Linked DNA regions of Mus musculus: region 2 is linked to region 1. A link is a contact called in public Hi-C data. All regions are on one chromosome and are shown on one strand. Each heading gives the region's core, a stretch centred on a gene start, on an enhancer-like site or on the middle of the called end of the contact. The rest is flanking DNA. Distances are from core to core; before and after follow the strand shown.

The links. A called contact is a pair of places that touch in the nucleus more often than the background predicts.
Region 2: a Hi-C map of cerebellar granule neurons shows a contact between it and region 1, with 3 times the contacts expected there. The contact joins two enhancer-like sites. A contact is called at or near these places in 3 of 484 Hi-C or Micro-C datasets (cerebellar granule neurons and cerebellum) and 2 of 9 other capture datasets (adipose tissue and pancreatic islet).

Annotation. Positions count from the first base shown.
Region 1 is chr14:93,674,119-93,677,921 of GRCm38.p6, reverse strand. The region is part of intron 2 of Pcdh9 (protocadherin 9); the gene reads left to right. Among named protein-coding and RNA genes, the nearest start is that of Pcdh9, 210 kb to the left of the region's middle. Within about 2 kb of position 2,436, at least 12 of the 459 cell types and tissues checked have an H3K27ac peak or open chromatin away from gene starts, as enhancers often do. A contact at or near this core is called in cerebellar granule neurons, where this site is marked.
Region 2 is chr14:93,882,342-93,886,525 of GRCm38.p6, reverse strand. It overlaps Pcdh9 (protocadherin 9), which reads left to right. Exons shown (of 5, transcript NM_001081377.3): 2 at 1-829. Among named protein-coding and RNA genes, the nearest start is that of Pcdh9, 6.2 kb to the left of the region's middle. Within about 2 kb of position 1,850, at least 24 of the 459 cell types and tissues checked have an H3K27ac peak or open chromatin away from gene starts, as enhancers often do. A contact at or near this core is called in cerebellar granule neurons, where this site is marked.

The DNA.
Region 1 (3,803 bases), core at 1,187-3,686:
TTAGCCATGGGTAGGCAAATATTTGGATCATTGTCCCTTTAGCTTTGCTTCTCCCCTCCTCTAGCCCTATAGAGTGGTTACTTTGTGTGGGAGTCTAGTTCAGCATCTGTATATTTTCTTGACAATTCCTGTCTTTATACTTGTCCTGTATATCCTTCCACGCAATGACTCCATCTCTTCTTAAGCATTTTGCTGAGTACTTACTGAAGATAAAGCAGTCTTCAGGCCCTGGGCACACATTAACAAGGATAAATGCTTCCCATGATGAAACTTACACATGACTCACTAACATATTCCAGTGTAAATAGGAAATTGTAAAAACCAAGGGCAATTGTTGAAAGGAATTAAGGCAAGTGTTCCTTGCTTCTACTTGAACTGGCATTTTTATGAAAGACATGAGGAATTTCTGAGCAGTTGTGAGCCATGACATTTTAAGAGGATGGAATAAACACAGGAAAACAATGGAAACTAGGGGACTATACAAGGAGGTACACTCTAATAATAGTAGTCAATTGGGGAGTGAGAAATGGTACCCCTGAAGATAATGACAGCTCCAGGGCTGACTACCTGGAGTGCTGGGATTGTGAGCTCCCATTTAATCAGGATGGCAACAAATCACAGAATGTGAATGAGAATTGAGGTGCCTAGCTACTTAGGGAAAGGGAGAAATAAGAAAGGATATAGAAATGCAGTCTGAAGGCTGTGAGTCTTAAAGTTGTCTATCAGCTGCTACTATATATTGGAAACTAGACCTGAACCAGATAGAGGGACCAAGTGAAGTGATATATTTACAATTGTTATATAAATAAAATATCTTAGAGTCCTTTGATCCTTCTTGGCAGTCTCTTGAAGTCCATTACGTTTATTGACTGATTATGTAATAATTTTTCTCTTGTCATTTCTCCTTTCCTACCTTTAAACAGATATGTGATTCTTTTATAGTTAGCCATTTTTATCTGCTTGTGACTCTTGGCCGAGTGTGGTGTATGTTTCTCTTTACAAATATGTTTCCTCACTTAAAATATAATTTACATATAATAAGTTATTAGTCAACATTTGCTGAGTACATTTGGTAACTATCAGCTTCCACAAGATGGTCTAGCAGAAAATATAGGCTTCATATTATAAAAATATGTAAAATCAGGTTAATAGAAATGCAGAAACAGAACAACAGCATTGAACAGCGTTAGTACTGAAAAAAGGAGTTTCAAGGTGCCTCGGTCCAAACCTTTGATCTTAAGTCCATTTGAATTGTCTATTCCTGGATGTGGTCATATCTTCAATGATCTACACCGTTAGTTGTATTAATATTTTTTCCTGAAGGATCTAAGTAGCAGAGTTTTTCTTTTTACATTGCAAAATCTTTGAACATTGTGTCCATAATAAATTAATGTGCACTACAGTTTTCCTTCCTCTTCTTAAGTCTTGCAGAATCTTTAAGATCCTGGAAACTGTCATCAGAATCAAATTCCTTAAATTTTTTTTTGTTGTTTTGCTTTGTTTTGTTTTGCTTTGCTTTGTGTTTTGTTCACAAAACTATGATAGACATTAATTTATAAGCTGGACAATAAGATTAAAGCAGCTGACAGTAAAATTAAATAAATTTAAAAATATACTATACTATATGCAATGAGACTGTTCTTTCTTTGCACTTTCTCTGAAAATATTCTACTGTGCATTTCTTTTCTATTTCAGACAGAAGTTGATTATGTATAACAGGAATCATGGAATACAAAATATTAGATAAGATGACACTACTGTAAGAGCCTATCCATAGCTCTTATTTTCTTAAAATTTAGAGGTTTGGTAACCCTTATTTCACAGGATTTCTTCAAATGAAAATTATTTTACTTTTGGGTTATGTTTACTTTCTAAAAATACCACAATAGAGAAAATGTTAAAGCTGATCTATCCTAGTTCTCCTTTGTAATTGAAATGAAAAATTAAAAATAGATCTAGCCAGTAAACCTGGGTTCCTGGGCACATGCACAGTACCAGGTGGGAATCCCTCCTTCTCCCCTCATGCTGCCCATCTGGTGGTGCCCATCTGCCTTTGTAAAAAGGGACATGTTAAAGTGTAAGGGAACATCAATGCGTGCAAATTGCTTAGAAAGCAAGATTGAGATTCCCCAAAGTGATGGTATAATTTACTTGAAGTGAAACTTCATTTAAAGTAAAATTGTATATTCTGAAATCTAAAATGCATTGTGTTCTTTAAATTGCATTTTCAGTTTATACAGAGCGACTTTTCTTGGAACAGAGTTTACTTCTGAAATCAGATTGTGTTCTACTCTATTTCTGCTCAACAGATCACGCTTATGCCCAAATGAAATCATTCTATTTTTTTTTTTTTACACAGAACAAGCCTTGATATGGCCAGCTCTGTCTGAGTTGTGTTCGATTCACAGTCACTTGCATATCAGTAGCCTCTTCATAGAGGAAGGCTACTTCAAAAGCAGCCACAATGTTAAGTTAGAGCTGTTAGAAGCAGCACATTGATTGTATCGCCCATCTGAGAGTGCTAGAAATGCTCTCTGAGGGAAAAAAATGCCTAGTAGAGATATCATTGAGCATTTAATGGGTGCCCTTGGGTCCTATGTAGGAGGTGCTATCACAGAAAAAGACTGCAGTGCACTAAGTACCCTTTTGGAGGCTTACATTGTAAATTGCATGTATAGCCTACACATAGCCTTGCTACCATAAGGAAGTAGCTGTTCTTATATCAAATTTATATTCTTGCATGACGCTATTGCTAAAATAATAGATGAAAGACAAGTCAAAATATACTTACATTCTGATTTTTGGTAATTTCTGACTTTAGTGAGGTAATGGGTCAATAAAATATTGGATAGCATGTGGGGAAAACTACAAGTCAAATTTACTGGATTAAGTCCAAAACTCCTTTTGGAGAAGTTCATTTGCTGTACACTCTGGGAGACGGCTATGACGAGAAGACTTGGGGTTTATTGGCAGGATGAAAGGGGAAATGACACAATAGCTTGCTCTATGTAGAGGCTTTGAGCCAATGCACTTATTTGTGAATCCAATTTATCAAATTCGTCTCTTAAATTATATAGTCTACTTTCCCTGAGGAGCTCAAATTGTTTTACAGACATTATCTCATTTGTCCTCATAAAGAGATGGGAAGTTACTATTGAGTGAAAGCTTCATGGAGAGAATATGTTAATGAAAGGAAATTCAGAGCTAGTGTTTTTAATCCCCACTGTATTACCCACTGGGTTCTTGACAATGATAAGTTAAACGCGACTAGTCTTATTTTCTTTATCGAAACCAAGGAGAAATATTCTGACTTTTCATTTAATGTCATGGGGAGTATTGGAAGAAGTCATGCAGATACTCAAGATAATTTTTGAAATGATTGAATGTAAAAGACTTCTAGGTTTTAATAAACTTAAAACTACATGGCAGTGTAATTTGCTGTGGAGGCTGCTGCTTTACACAGCTAGTTGTACTTGTTTGTCATGCTAGTAAGAAGATTAACCATTGAAATATTTATTGGATTTTGAAGATTTATCTGAAATTGATCTATGTTGGAAGTTACTTAACACAACATCTTAGGAAGTCTAACTAGTTTCTAGTCTAACTAGAGAAAAACACATGAAAAGACGATGCTAAAGGGGGAGATTTGAACTGATGACTACCCTGGAGGAAGAACTTAAGACTTATAGATGAAGGGAGGATTAAGTCTATTTGTTGAAATAAAGAAACTAATCATGTTTGAACAATGAGGGGCAGAAACTCTATAGTAACATTCTAGAGGGCTTATGTAATAGCTTCCAAGA
Region 2 (4,184 bases), core at 601-3,100, 210 kb before region 1:
CTTAGAAGAGAAGCCAGCACCTACTGATGTGGGCCTGCACCGTCTTGTGGTCAACATAAGTGACCTGGGGTACCCTAAGGCTTTGCACACTCTCGTGCTGGTATTTCTTTATGTGAACGACACTGCTGGAAACACCTCATATATATATGACTTGATCCGTAGGACTATGGAGACCCCACTGGACCGGAACATAGGAGATAGTGGTCAACCTTATCAGAACGAGGACTATCTCACCATCATGATTGCCATCGTTGCTGGGGCCATGGTGGTCATTGTTGTGATCTTTGTCACGGTGCTGGTGCGCTGTCGCCATGCGTCCAGGTTCAAGGCCGCTCAGAGGAGCAAACAAGGGGCTGAATGGATGTCCCCAAACCAGGAGAATAAACAAAATAAGAAAAAGAAACGGAAGAAAAGAAAGTCGCCCAAGAGTTCTCTTTTGAACTTTGTTACTATTGAAGAGTCCAAACCCGATGATGCCGTTCATGAACCCATCAATGGGACCATAAGCCTGCCTGCCGAGCTGGAGGAACAGGGTATAGGAAGATTTGACTGGGGCCCAGCCCCTCCAACCACCTTCAAGCCTAACAGCCCTGACCTGGCCAAGCACTACAAGTCGGCCTCTCCTCAGCCCGCTTTTCATCTCAAACCTGACACTCCAGTTTCTGTGAAAAAGCACCACGTCATTCAAGAGCTCCCGTTGGACAACACCTTTGTTGGGGGCTGCGACACCCTTTCCAAACGCTCCTCCACTAGTTCAGATCACTTCAGTGCCTCAGAGTGCAGCTCCCAAGGAGGCTTCAAGACAAAGGGCCCCTTACACACCAGACAGGTAAACGAGCACTTTTACTGGTCTATAAGTACTGCCTACAAGTGCCCAGTCAACCAGTATTAACGTGCCAGTGTGTGTATTGTTTTGGTCTAACTTTAGCTTAGTTATGAAGAGGGAAAAAAAAAAAACTTGACCCCTTTTTAAAATTCCTCTGGGGCTCAGTCAAGAATTTTTAGAACAGCTTTGAAATTTCTGAGTTCTGAGAATTATTTAACCTCCCAGTTTCCTTCAAGTGGCAAAAGATGAAAAGAGGAAATTATTCCAAAATGTCCCGAGATCATGTTTGCTCAAGAAGAAAACCCATCCTGATTTGCCCAATTCTGCTCCTGGGGCTTCCAAATTACCGACTTCCAAGATTTTCACATTACCTTTTGATCTAAAAAGTCACCTTCAAGTATCAAGTTTAAATGACATTTGAAGGTCTGACACCTCTTATGCTGGAGCTGTGGTCACTAAAGGGGTTAAGGTTTTTTTATTATTATTTTTTTAACACGGTAAAAAAAGAGAGAGTAGGCTCTTAAGTGTACATCAGCTGTGAAGCACATGATTATTGATTGATTGCATCTAAGCCATATAGAAAGTCTACTCCTTGATTTCAAGTTATTTTATTGTAATATAGTATGCTGGATCTTTCTTAGAACGATTTTCAGTGTCCATAATGGTCATATATGAAAAGAAAAGAAGAAAAATAAAAAGGGAATGCTTTCTCTCTAATATTACTAATTTATTCAGAAAAGAAGGATTCCATTGTAAATACTTTCTCATCTTAGTAATGCATAAGTGGTCTGTCATAACTCATTTTAAACTGTGAAAGATGCCATATGAAGAGGGATTAAGAGGCTGAGAAACTCATATTTCAACCAAATCCAGAATTAGTTTTTCTTAGGTCTAATAATTCCATGTTAATAAAGATTTAAATGCAGTCCTGTCTAATTTATTTCTTTGGTGCTTGTCTGTTGCCACAAAATTTGAATGTCGATAATAGCCTGTAGATGGCACTAGGGTATCATGTCCCCTGTGCTGGCCAGGTGCCAATCCTGCAGTAGCGAGGAGGATGGGGGAGGGAAGGATCAAGCTGGTAGTACAGCCAAAGATACCTTTTATTTAATGATAGTTCCTCTGGAGCCACTAGCATTTAAGTTCATTTGTTTGCTCTTTAGTGAGTTGCTCTCAGCACATCAAGTTTCTAGGATTTTGGAAGCCACTCTCTGTTATTAGGAGTCCATCTCTGTTGGTGGCCCATACACCACCTTGCTAACCAATTAAAAACATGAATATAAAAAAACAAAAACAAAAAACAAACAAGTAAAGCAAAATTAACACAATTGTCTTGGTGAGTCTCTGGGAAATCAAAAAGGTTTTTTGTTGTTGTTTTGTTTTGTTTTGTGAACTTGTGATAGAGTAGTGCATCTTACGGAAACTGTTTCCCCTTGTAAATCCTGTAGCTGCTCTGTAATGACTTTGAGGCTTCATGACTATAAGGTGTAAAAATGATTTTTATCAGTCAATCACACAGGTACGCTAAGAATATTAAGTATAATTTTTATTATTATGAATGTAAGATCACCATTTGTACACAGAGCAATTAAGTACACAGAGCACTGTTGCAGAACATCTGAGTAAACCTGAGATACACAACCTGAAAGAACCTAACAGTTTTGAAGTCCTAGAGAAATCTTTCATTTGGAAGTGGAAGTCAGAAGGACAGCTCAGTTTCAGGCTAATCTTATCATCATTTGAGAAGAGAGTGGTTTTAAGACTTGGAAATTGTCCAAGCATAAACAAGATTTTTTTTAAAAGTTGTTTAATAGTTTATTATGGCAAGAAAAATAACCGATAAAACTAAGTGGACTTAGTGAGGAAGTTTCTGTATCAATGAAGAATGATGTGGTGTGGTTTTATATCATTCCTTGAAAAGAACTAGTATAAATGGAAGTGCTTTCTGTGAGATATAAAATCGGTTTCCCAAGGAGAGTTACTTGTCTACCTTCCCATATGATCAACCCTTTCACCTCAGTGTATGGGAATTGCCAGCAAGGTCTAAGCCAAAATCTTTTAATTTTTTTTCCATAGTTATTGAACTTAAATATGGCACAAGGACACAAATGCTAGTCAGATGTGTTTCAGCAGAGTTTTTGAAAGCATCTTCTGACGAAGCTTGGTTTATCATAAAGACATTTGTTTATATATGACATAGTCTTGCTGTCAGTATGCTGAGTAACTCACAAACTGAAACTATTGTATGTTTCAGACACACCTTTTGATCATGAAGCATTTTGTAGCTTTCTTGTACACATTCTAAGGTTGAAAGGTACCTGTAACTAACTCCCATGGAAAATAGCTATTGAAAAGGTAATCTTTATGTCTTTCAGAGACTTTCATAACAAAAAAAAAACCCTAAAAATATAGTAGTCACTTTGGAGGAAATAAATCTTGGAAACCATCAGAGAGGTGATGGCAGTGGACAGACGCATAGACACACTGTTGGGGTGACACGGCGTTTTCTAAAAATGAAAGACAAATTATAAATAGCTTCCTAAAATTGTATTCACTGAACTCTATGATAACTCTGGAAGACGTTTCTGTTAAACAAGAACAAATAGGTGGATTGTTTTTTTTCTTGTTTAACTCCTCAGTTTCAATAGTAACCCTATTTTTATTACAGGAGATTCAACTCCTGTAGTTTACAACACTGAAAATGTAAATTTTATTACAAATTTTAATCACACAGATGTACTATCTAATACATGATATGTGAAGATTTTTTTTTTTTAGTAAAGTGGGCATGACTGCCTTAAATGGACTCCTTTAGCAGTTGTGGTGTTTGTTGAGGTGTGTAAAGTGGAAGAATCTTGAATAAAAGGTTACCAAATTTAAATACCACTACTTTGTAAGCCCTGTCTTTAACAGGACTTCTTTTGATTTCATGCTACTAGTTGAAGGGTGGAAAAGTGCAAGACCTTTGAGAAAAAGGTTATTTAAGTAGCACTACTTTATATTGTCTTTATGAAAATGCACCCACCATCTTGTTCCTACATCCTGAGCTGGTCAGTAGAGTAGTGACTCCTAATTTATCTGACACTTTCTCTTTCCCTGTGTGTTTGCATGTAATGCATGAGATAATTGTAAATTAGATCCCTGTATTGACTCTATCTTACTAAGCTGTTTTAAATTTCACTGTAACATTCCTATCCTTTATTCTGCCACCAAATTTTTAGAAAAGAAATGAATAGTGTCCTCTATATAGTTTTAAGCAAAGGATCATGTAAGGATCAAAGCAAACTTCCCTGCTGTAGACTGAAATTATGTCAACACTCTAAATTCCAACTGGTTGCTTCACAATCGAGTTGTTTCT